Regions from separate parts of the Mus musculus genome. Here region 2 is linked to region 1. A link is a contact called in public Hi-C data. All regions are on one chromosome and are shown on one strand. The core of a region is the stretch at or near the end of the contact, and the rest is flanking DNA. Distances in the headings are between cores, read along the strand shown.

The links. Hi-C and Micro-C count contacts between places; a contact is called where the count stands out from the background.
Region 2: a contact with region 1 is called in a Hi-C map of uterus, with 3 times the contacts expected there. The contact joins the promoter of Hoxb9 here to the promoter of Igf2bp1 in region 1. A contact is called at or near these places in 3 of 39 promoter capture datasets (hematopoietic stem and progenitor cells and liver), 12 of 484 Hi-C or Micro-C datasets (B cells, Sertoli cells, brain and 6 more) and 1 of 115 datasets of contacts at active chromatin or transcription factors (astrocytes).

Annotation. Positions count from the first base shown.
Region 1 is chr11:96,002,825-96,008,605 of GRCm38.p6, reverse strand. Igf2bp1 (insulin-like growth factor 2 mRNA binding protein 1) reads left to right here and starts at 2,662. Exons shown (of 15, transcript NM_009951.4): 1 at 2,662-3,147; 2 at 4,323-4,383. The coding sequence starts at 2,973.
Region 2 is chr11:96,268,716-96,274,496 of GRCm38.p6, reverse strand. It overlaps Hoxb9 (homeobox B9), which reads right to left and starts at 3,167. Exons shown (of 2, transcript NM_008270.2): 1 at 2,439-3,167. The coding sequence starts at 2,955. It overlaps Gm51876 (a long non-coding RNA gene), which reads left to right and starts at 5,446. Exons shown (of 3, transcript XR_003949606.1): 1 at 5,446-5,781.

The sequences.
Region 1 (5,781 bases), core at 1,413-3,912:
TAAGCTGCTTTTGTTTTAGCAATAAAGAGAATACTGGTTAGGTTACCCAGGGGGATTATCTGATGTTTTTATCAACCCCTAAAGATTTAAAGTAAACGAAGCAAACAGCACCTAAAGTTTTTGGGAGCTGGGATGTTCTGCCAAGGTAGTTTCTTCCTTGCCCCCCAACATAAAAGATTTGGAGACAGTTACTATTTATGAAGACCCAAAGACTGTAACAGACAGCTTCTAAGACCATCTTTTAGCCCTAACAAAAATCCACACATCACTAAGAAAAGTCCCTCCCTACCGGACTTTTAATTTTCTTGAATTCCTTTTCTCTTAAGTTTGTTTTGCATTCAAAAATATTTTCTGTGAGTGTCTACTATGCGGCAGGCACTGTTTCCAGCTCATTGGCTTAGTTTGTTAAGAACTTCGCTGTGATCAAGAGCTGACAAAACACCAAGTTAGTGGGGGCTGGGGGAATGTCGGGGAGGGCGTGTGGGGACAGAGACACAGACATTTCACATCTTCCTGGACAGAAAACATTTTTTTTTTCCTATTAAGCAACTAATAGCTTGTAATACTTAGATTCCTGTTGCTTCATGGGAAGAAAAATGTCACAAAAACAAAAAACCCGACAAACACGTGGCTGGCTAGAACAAAACGCTGATTCGAGAGTGGGTTCTGAAGGTGGTGGAGGGAGACTCAAAAGCCGAGTTGGAAGCCCTCCCCCGCCCCATTTCTTCCCGGCTCTCCGGGAAAACGAGGAGGGGGACAAAGGTGCTGGGTGTTGTGTTTTAACTCCCGACTTTCCGAATGGTAGGGAATCATCCGGCAGATGGGCGGTGAGCCGAAGTCGGAACTGGCTTATAGACTCTGCAAACGAAAAAAATAACAATAAAAAAATCCAAGCCATTTATATCGGTGCAGTCAACACGTGTTACGGAGGCGGCCCGGGCCGCAGGCGACTGAGACAATGGGATCGGGACGGGGGAAGGGGAGAGTGACCCCCTTCCTCACCTGCCCTCTCAAACGCGTGCCCCGACAACCCTCCTCCCACTTGCAGACTCGAGCGGCTCAAGGACCATCCCTTTTTCTAGGGGTGTTGTCGCCGGCCCCTTCTCCGCGGTGGCCAGGCAGGGGGCTTCTCCAGGGTCTCCGTGCCTCGCTCTCCACCTCCCTCTGGCGTCGATCCAGCCTCAGCCGCTGGAACCTCGGGTGTCCCCCGCGTAGAGCCGGGGATCCCGGTACTGAGTGTGCAACGCGTCCCGCGCTCCGCTGCGCGTCCGGGACTCCCAGCGCGCGGCCCCCTCCCCCACCTCACAGACGGGGTGCGACCGCCCACGTGTCGCCCCTCGCCCAGTCCGGTCTTTCCCTCGGGCTCCCGGAGCCTGAGGATCCGGAACGCGTCGGTCCTAGCGGAGGGAAGGGACCTGGGCGGATCCACTTCCCCCTCCCCACGGGGAGGGGGGAGGGCCGCAGCCCCCTCCCCCGCTGCTCGCTTCCTCAAGCGCGGAGCGGAAATTACCCCCTCCCCGCCCCGGGCTGACCTGGGGACGTGGGCGGGGCCTCTGCACCCCCTCCCCCGGCGGCCTTCCAAAATCCAGCACCCCAAAACTAAGTTCTGAGACCCACAGCCTGCGCATGGACCATCGCTCAGTGCATCGCGGGTAGAGCGGACGCAGGCGGGCGACGCCACCTGTCCGCTCCTTGCGTGGGGAGGGCGAGGGGGACCTCGGAGCTCAACCCGGTCCCTCCCTTCTGAAGCCAACCCCTCCGGTTCGGGGTCGATCGGTGGTGCGACCACCCCTCGTCGTTTTTCCCCCACCCAGTTGATCTTCGAGGATGCTCTCGAGCCGGGTCGTGCAGGCTTTCCCCCAAGGATGCTGGAGTGTTGTCATCCAGCAGCTGGACTGGGTGCAAGCCAGCTTTTCTCCAGTGGGGATCCCGAAACATGATTTCCTGCGGGTCCCTCGTTTTCAGGCGCTGTCTCTCGTGTCCCGTGTCCGCAGCTTCCCGATCCCGCGCTCTCAGGGTCCCCTGAATCAGGACCCGGGAGGCCAGCGAAGTCTAGCGGTGTAGCGGGAAAGACAGTGACCCCCTACTTAGAAACGTAGAGGAAAGGCGTCTTTCCTTTTAAATAACCGGTTCCTGCGACCCCCTCCTGAAGACCCCAGAGTCCTCAGCTTCTCTTTGTCTGTCTCGGCAGTCCCCCGCCTGTCAGTCGCTAGCAGTTTGCCGGGGTGGGGTGGGCAGCCCAGTCTCCACAAAACGAATAAAAAAATTACCGTACATTTTATTCCTAAGAACTGGGGGGATTTGGGTCGCCACCGCCCTCCCCCCGCCACCCCCCCCCCCCGTGCAGGTCGCTGTGGGGGCGGGGCGCCGCTTTAGGGGCCAGGTTCTTGCAAAGGGGGAGGGGGATAGGAGAGCTGGGGGGGGAACTCTGCTTCCACTTTCCTGGTTTACCCGTGGGGTGCGCTGAGTGCCGCCCCCAAGATTGGAGACTGTTGGGTTGGTCCGGGTTGGAGGGCCAAGGGGCCCGGTGGCGTCGGGGGTCTTTCCCTGCAGGGTGGGTGGGGGCTGTCACCACGTGGCTTCGCCTTTTTTTTTTTTCCTGCTCCATTTTTTTTTTTTTTTCAAGTCGATTTTATTTAGAGGCGGCGCCAGGGCGGCCGCGGAGAAACGTGACACACCAGCCCGCTCGCAGGGGTTTCGGACCGAAGGGAAGGAGCCGCGCCGCGTCGTCGTCAGCCTCCCCTGCACTCGGCGGGCACTTCTCCCGGGCTCACCCAAACTCTCCCGTGACCCCCGCGTGCCCTCAGGCCGCCCACCCGCCCGGAGCTCCGGACAACTTCAGGGGTGGGGTGCGTAGAAAGTTTGCGGCTCCCGCCGCCCGTCTCCACGCCTCTCGGCCTAGGAGGCTCTCCGCCCGCGCCCGCCCGGCTCGGCCTTGCCTGGAACCGTGTCCTTGCCCCGCCACCGCCACCATGAACAAGCTTTACATCGGCAACCTCAACGAGAGTGTGACCCCCGCAGACTTGGAGAAAGTATTCGCGGAGCACAAGATCTCCTACAGCGGCCAGTTCTTGGTCAAATCCGGCTACGCCTTCGTGGATTGCCCCGACGAGCACTGGGCGATGAAGGCCATCGAAACTTTCTCGGGTAAGAGCGCGGCCACCTCCCCGGAAAACACACACACACACACACACACACACACACACACGAAATCCCGGAACAACGGGGACCTGCAGCTCCTCTTTTCCTTGCCGGCCAACTCTTCCCGGGTCCGGGAGGGCTCGGCCTCCGTCTTCGGTCCCCAGCCTCGCCCGGCCTCCCTCGACGCCTTCTCCCGGCGCGGAGATATTCGGGATTTCCTCACCCCTTCCCCCAGCCCGAGGCGCTCGTGGCGGCTCCCTACACCCCTCCCCACCGACGGGGCGGGAGCCCCGGTTGGCAACTGGTGGGGGTGGGGGTGGGGGTGTCTCACGAACACTGGGGTTCGGGTATAGGCGTGGTTTCCCCGATTCCCCCCCGCCCCTAGTCAGCCCCCCATGCGCTAGAGCACCCCCAAAGCCCCTGCCCTCCGTCCCGGGCCTTTCCAGGATGGGGGTTCGCGCACCTCAGCTCTTCCCGCTTTAACTAGGGACTAAGCCCTGAGGCAGGACGTGGGAGGAAGGGGCTCCCGCCTCCCGCCCAAGGCCTGGGGCTTGAGCCATTTTGATTTGAAAGTGGGGCGTGAGCCGGGTGGCGCGGCGGCGGTGGCGGTGGCGGCGGCGGGTCGCCATGCTGCTTCCCGAGACGCCGAGGCTGGGCCGAGAGGCGCGCGGCTACCGCGAGGGACCCTCCGCCCCGGGCCGCGCCGCCCCGGGGGCCCTCCGCTAGCCCTGTGGCCCCGACCCGGCCTGGTCGCCTAAGCCCTTCACCGTGGCTCTGCTGGAAAATAAAGTTTTAATTCTCTACTCCCGCCCCACTTCGCGAAACGATCCTGCTTTCGCCTGTCTCCTTCCTTCTACTTCTGGAGCCGCCGAAGCAAGCGCGCTCACACAAACGCTCACACCTTTCCCAAATCTGAGCAGGCTGCTCAATCAGCCCACGTGATTAATGGAAATAAAACGAAAAAAATTGAAGAAAAAAAAAAACCCAACGAAATTACGGGTTCTACCAAACCCGGAGCAACCTTTCCCCCCACAGGCCTCTGCAGCTGGTGCCTGGATTTCTAGGAGGCCCCAGGAACTCTAGAATTTAGCTAATGTCCCTTACTCACCCTTCCACCCCATCCCTCCCCCATTTCTTTACACTCATTCATCTCTTTTTTTTTTCTTTTTTTAAATCTTCAGGGAAAGTAGAACTGCAAGGAAAACGTCTAGAGATTGAACACTCAGTCCCCAAAAAACAAAGGTAGGAAAAGAGTTCCTTTTGGGAAACAGTAATATTTAGGGGTCCATAGCGTCTCCAGTGGAACAAACCCATTACTGGCCTTTCCACCCCCACCCCCAACTCCGGATGTTGGGGGCTGGGAGAGATTGGCTAGGATCGTGTAGTGGTTGTTTTATAGCTTTAGAAGAAATCCAACAACTTGGGATTGGGGTGGGCTAAAAGACATTACTTGAAAAATTAAAGAGAAAAAAAATCAATAGAGCAGGAACTCTGTGGAGTTAGTTCATAGTGTGGGACTGGGACCATTTTCTGTATGGGAGTTTAAATATGGAGAATTCAAACTAATGGTGGTGGTGATTTTTTTTTTTTTATAACTTTCTATCAGGCCTCCTTTTTCCTATGTTTCTCATCTTTTTTATAACACAATTTGTTAGTAGATTTGAGAGTGTTCTTTTTCTACTGGGGGTGATTAATGAGCAACGTACCCCATTCAGATCTCCTTATGCTGGCCTAATAATTTCTGTTATAGGCATGGATTTTGTTGCCCCCCTACACAGACCCTCATCCCCAGTCCCTCGCATCTTATAGTACCTCATCAACTGGATTTTCAATGAATGTGCTTTGGCCGTGCTATCCCTTTCCAACCCCCCCACCCCCACTCCTTCAGTCCATTGTTACAAGGGACCATCTGGGGTGAGCTTTGTGCTGAGGCTGTGAGCTGGGGCTCTTTGGAGGGTCTAGAACTCGGAGGATGAATGGGTGTGTGTGTGTGTGTGTGTGTGTGTGTGTGTGTGTGTGTGTGTCTCCTCTGGTGAGTTCTTTTTACTCCGTATTCTCTCTTTTCCGCCAAATGGGGTATCTCCACCTTTAAAATTTCAGGATGGATTTCCAGTCCCCTCGAATTCCGAAGTCTGCGGTTGAACTCTGGCAGTGGAGTGTTGAGGCAGGGTTTCTCACATCAGACTTTGTGAACGCGTTGTTGACAGTGCAGTTTTGTTTCCTGTCCTTAGTTGGGAGCAGCCCTCAGTCCAGTTTTGGTCTTCTCAGTCCCTCTTTTCAGCTGGGCACGTGCTGTATTTCTGAAGTTTTTTTGGCCCTTCCTAGGTGGGAATCTTGTGTGGGTGCTGTGCTTTGGGGGTGGGGTGGGGGGTTTGGGGGGTGGGGTGGGGGGTGGGGTGGGGACATATGTTTAAAGAATTGAGAAAGTTTAGCTGGAGATCATGTCTGTCATCTGTGGTTTGGCTTCAGAGTTTTAAGTCACTGAATTATTGTAGCTGAAGAGCATCACTATGGCTTGTGTCTAGGTTTATAGAGTATGTGGTTTGTTGTCAAATGCTTGAGGCTGTTGCTGTTAGAATTAACAGAGGCACTAAAATTGGAAGGAAAAAAAGCTTTATTTGAAAAAAATGGAGATGGGAA
Region 2 (5,781 bases), core at 1,918-4,417, 270 kb before region 1:
AGCATCTCTAACTGGGCCAGGAGTGAATATGGACAGCTCCAAGGGAACAGTGCATTGGAGGAGATGCAGCCAAACCACCCAAGCATCTCCAAAGCTTTGACTGCTCTAGGAATCTCAGTCTTCCTCTATTTGTATCCAAATAGACCTGGACCCAGGTCAGAAGAGCTCAGTATAGCTGGAACCACACTACCAGCTAAAGGTGGCTGACCTGAAGGGTGCCTTGGCTCTAGGTTTCAGGGGAAAGGGGAAAGAAATGGGTAAGGAGTGGAGTTCTGTTCAGCCATAGCCAAGAGATCTCCTGGTGCTCCAGTCCAGTCCCAGTGAACCCTGCCTAGGAAGCCATTTTTCAGCCCTAGGCCTAAGCAGCAGACATGTGAGTCTGGGTAGCAGCCCTCCCCATCACACACCACAAATAAGAGTCTGCATTTACAGCCATGAACACCCTGCACACTCCGACTCACAAGCAACCCAATTGCAACCATTTATCAATTGCAGCCCGTGGACGGGGAGCCCCAGGGCTTCCAGATAACTTATGGTGGCAATAGCCTCTTCTTTTCTGCTACTCAGCTCACAGTTTGGTTAACACAAGTTCAGGGAAACTGGGAAGCAAAATTGCTACAGCTCTAAGATAGAGAAGCAGAGATGAGGTGGGGGGGGCGGGGGGCGGGGGGGACGACAGAAAGCCCTTCCCAGCATACCAATCCTTTTAACGGACCCAATGGAGAGGCAGAGAAAGGTGTAATTGAGTGGAAGAGGGGCACAAAGAGCAAATAACATATACAGTTTTTTTTTCTTTTTCTGTCCAGCATCCCTCCTTAGACCTCGGGACTCAGAAAAGTTACCTGCCTCCCAAAGCAGAGCCAATTACAAGCAAGATCCACTCCACCAGCTTAGCCCCCAAGTGAAAAGCTCTGAATATCTATGTATATTTTAAAATTCACTTCATCCTACACTAAGTAGCGTGTCCTGCCAATTTGCAGCGCTATTCCCTTAATGTGATTGTCTGGGATGGGACCCGCAGCCTTTTCCTCTTTCATTAAATATGAAAGAGGAAACAAAAAAAAAAACTGTTAATAATTGAGCCTAGCCAAATGGCTGCCTTGCAATGATGGGCAACTCAGGCCTAGTCTGGGGCCATGGGGTGAGGGGTCTGTTTGGGTGTTTTCTGGAGCTTTGGGAGGAGCTGTTTTGGGGATATGAGCTCCTTAATAACTCAGCCTGGCAAGTTGGAGGTATGAGGGGACCACAAGGGTCACAGGGGAATAGTGTCTCTCCTTGCTTTTCAGAGGGCAAGCATGCCCCCAGAGGACCCATTGGCCTCTCTGTTGGTGGGGCATCCAATAGGGCGAGCAAGGACCAAACTATTTGCCCAGAGGAGGAAGAGGTGAGGAGTTGACCTGTCAGTTTGTCCCGTATTGTTTGGGACCAAGAGCGAGCCCCAAACCAGTTTGTCTTCCCCATCCTTAAAAACAAACCCCTAAAAGTAAGCCTCCTCTACTCTCAGCCAGCAGCAGTTTCCACTTGGGGTTTTATTTTAGCAAGGGTGCTTTTAGGAGTGGGAGGTGGTAAGAAACTCTCCACCAAGGGTAGAGTTCTCCGCCCCTGCGCAGTCCTCCCCCTCCCTCCCCCGGGGTCCCTTTGGGTGTCTTCTCCTCCATTCTAGAGGGAGGCCCTGTCTTTAGCAAGTGATGCCTAGACTCTCGGAGAGGTGAACTGCCCGGCCTAAGTGATCGGAAGCCCCGCGGAGATCAGCGTGCAACCGCAGGAGGAGAAACGGCCGTCCTGTCGAGGATGCCCTAGAAGGGCGGGGGACCCCCGGAGGGAAGGCTCCCGGGGAGGGGCCGGCGCACCGGGGAGGGGGCTCCGTCACCGCATCCTGGGCTTCCCCCGCCCCTCCCGGCGCCTGCTGCCGACCCGACGCGGCTACTGCGTGAGATCTGCTAGGAACAATCCTCCGCCAAGCTGTTGCATCGCAAATAAAATCCTAATGAGCCCCCTCCCCCTTCCCCTTGGCCGGCAGGGACGGTCTGCGCGTGGCGCAGGCGGCTCTGCCGAGTGCTCTTCGGCCCCGTGCCCGCGCGGGCTCCGGGCCGCGCTGGCCATCGGCCCGGCCTCCTACAGTTCTATCGCAGGTCCCTCTCCCTTTTTCCAGCCCGAGCCTGGGGAAGAATGAAGGACTAGAGAGACTTGGTCCCTGAGTCTCAGTCCCTGCGCCACAAGGAGGAGTGGGGGGTAGCCTCAGTGTCCCCCTCCTGGACACCCAGCTTTTTGCTTTGCCAGCCCCTTCCTTCCTCTTCCCTCCACCCACTCTAGCCCTGCGGCCCCAGGCGCTCTGTCCCTTTACATTGTCCGCTTTATGGCCTCTCCCCTCCCCTCCCCCGGGCCTGGCCTGCAGCCTGGGGGGGATTTCCTCACTTTTTTTTTTTTTTATAACTTACTTTGATCCGGCCTCTCTTTGTCCTCGCTTCCTTCGCAAATTTTATTGTCCCCGTAGCCAGCTCTTTGATTAGACAGGACAGCCTCCCTGCCCGCCGAAGTTTCCAAACTGTACTCGGGCGTGCCCTGTTTGAGCAGCTCCCCCGGCGCGCCCAGCAGCGGCTCCGCCTTCACGGCCGCCTGGCCCTGCCCCGGGGCGGCCTCGGCGCGCGGCGCCGGCTCTAGCCAGGTGCGGAGGTACCTGCTTTCGGCCGCCGGCGCGCCCTGGGGCTGCAGGTAGGGGTGGTAGACAGACGGCAGGCTCCCCGAGGCGTGCGGGCTCAGCGGCGCCCAGGAGGCGCCGAACACCGGCGCTTTGGGCTGGAAGCTGCACGAGGGGAAGTCCAGGTGCTCGGCGTGGCCCGGCTGCCGCGGGTTCGCGTACTGGCCCGAAGGAAACTTGGCTGGAGGCGCGTCCTCGCTCTCGTGACTTATGATCGAGTCGACATAATAGCTGCTAAGCGTCCCAGAAATGGACATTCTCAGACATTATCCGCGCGCTCGCAGGGGGAAGGGAAGCGCTCGCGCCGCGGCGCCCAAGCAGGGAAAAGGTGGCACACGGACCCGGTGCAGAGGGCTTTCGGACGCGACCCCCCCCAGACCCCCACCCTCCCACCCCCACCCCCTGCTCAACTTCTCAGCCAACAAAGTACAGTGGAGCAGCCCGGCTCGGAGCTCCTTGCAAAATGATTGGTCAAAGTTTTGCGGACTGCCTGATAAAGCGTCAGCTCCGACATAAATCAATCGGGCGAGGGGGCTGCGCTCGCGCTGTCATCCGTCCTCACCGCATTCCATATCCAGGATGGATTGTTTTATGCTGATGCAATGTGCTATCACGTCAGGGCTCCGGCGGCCACGTAACCTCAGCCTGAGCTGCCGGGCCGCCCGGGCCCCTCCCGCTTTTACAGGAAGGGGGGTTCTCAACATGGGGCGATGGGGGCGGAGGAGAGGCGGAGGCAAGCAGCGGGCTGCCTCAGGAGGGACGCAGGCTGAGGAGCCCTCTCCCCAGGCAGATTGGGGGGGGGGGGAGGACCAGCATACAGGGAGGGAGAGCGCCCCAGCCTCAGAGCTGCGGGAGAGGCCCGACAGGGTAATTAAAGAGGAGGTAGTCTTGTCGCCCCCCCCCAACACCTCCACCTCCACCCCGCGGGCCCTCATTTCCTGTCCTCTGTCCCCTTGACAGAGATGTTTATTAAACAACAGCAGTACAGCGACCCACAGGAGATGAAGTAAAAGGATGAGAAAGAAGTTGGGGCTTTTATAGGACAGTTATCCTCTTTGGAGGGGGTTCAGGGCACAATTTGGGGAGATTTACGTGACTAGGCTCTTCCCTTGATCCTTTAGCAGCTGAGAGAGGCGAAAGGGGACTAGTGTCCAAAGAATCATTATCTGTCTTGAAATTATAGCCTGCCTAAGGCCAAAGAGACACACCAGGCCCTGGAACTAGAGTTTCGGGAGACTAACCAGTCTTGTTTAACTCCTTAAAATTTTTCTTGGGCCTTTGTGAAAGGCTGGGTCCATGGTCATTTCTTGTCCTTCATCCAGGAATCTCTGAGACCCTTAAAAATGTCCAGATGAGAGGGCTAATGTGGGAAATGATTAAAGGAGAAGGGGAAGAAGACTCCCCAAACGGCACAGTAAGGAACACCGGGTTACCTTCCTTTCCATCCAAAAAGGGAAAGAGGCCAGCTAAATTCTCAGCACTCTAGCGCTTTTCACCCGGAATTGCCGCTCTGGAAAAGGTCCAAATACTGACATAGGACGGTAGCAAGTACAGAGGAGTCCCCGGCATCAGTCCGTTTCCCCCACCCGCCGCCTTCTCGCCTACAATCCTCTCGTGGAGATTACAAATAGTGCATTTTATTAGCAGCTAATCTGCGGCCCTGCGCAGGGACTCCCCCGAGGCCACGGGCTGGTTTCCTGGCGGCTCTCCCAGCTCTTGCCTCTACAGCTTCTGCCTGGGTGCAGGCGCCTCCCCCGGTGTGGTGCTCTGGGAGGCCGGGCCCCTAGACAGGCTTGGTTTCCTCGGGTTAGGTTTAAAGACAGATTTCTTGGCTATTCTCTGAGTCTGGACCGTTATTAGGCAGACTGCTCCGGGGGCCATGACTCCCTCCTTAGCCTCCCCTTCTTTTAGAAAAAGTGGAACCGTTCTAACTTGGGGGTCAATATGTTTTTAGCCAGTACCCCTACTGCCCAGTGGAAGGCTGCGGATCACCTCCGAGAGCACACACACAGTCCCGCCCGCTTGTCTTTCTAAATGAAGCCATCTCGTGTCATTACGTGTGAAATACGAGGGCGAAGCGCCATATTTCTTCACATTATGGCGATTTCAAAATGATTTTTTAAAGATCAATGCGGGCGCCCAGCCGGCCCCTTCAATTCCACCCACGCTCTTGGAGAGCGACAGCCCAGCAGATCCGGAACCAAACAGCGTGAAGATCTATTTTTTTCCCTGTAGTATCCAAATGGGGAAACAAAAATCCGATGCAAATTCTTCTAAGTAGCGGTTGGACGCTTGGAAAAGTCAAGAGAGCTTCCCGGATCTGCCAGCAAGAAGCTGGGCCTGGAGCGAATGAATCATAGTTAGGGCAGAGCACCTGTTCCTGCTTTGCTAGTCCTATGAAATCTGCCATCAGTTTTACCTGTAATAAATATAGTCTTCAGGCCAAAAAAAAAAAAATCCCCTCCCCAGCCATAAATAACAGCGTTATGAAGCATGTCGAGGTGGGTATATGATTTTCTGTAGTATATAAATTAGGGCCCAAAAGGACATGTGAACTCTGGGCCGGGGCTCTTTTATTTATGGAAACGTGATGGAGCAAGGCTGTTTTTAAGACCCAAGCTGTATAGGCGCTGGGCTCTGCCCGCTGCCCTCCTGGTTCCCATTCCTCTCCCGGGCTTTGCTGCAGATTCTTCACTGGTTTAGTTTAGAGAAAGGATCAGAGGAAGAACCTTTGGGCTCCTGGCTTGTGCCCTGTAAGAGGGAGATAATCCGTTTAAATTCATATTTGTGGGTTATAGCTGCCCAGGGAGCCGTTCTTAATCCCTCCTGGAATCACTGATGGGTGAAGAGGAGACCCAGGCCTCTTTTCTAAGTAAGAAGTAGTTTTTCTAAGTAAGAAGATGCTGGGGATTGCGGGGGGGGGGGGCACACAAAGTGGAAGAGACAGATTTGGGAAGCTTGTCTTCTCTGGAGAGGTGATTACAGAAGAGAATGAACTTTCCCCCTCATCCCTGGGGTGTATACCCCATCTCACCCCCTCCAGGGGAAGACAGCAGCAGCAGCAGCAGCAGCAGCAGCAAGGA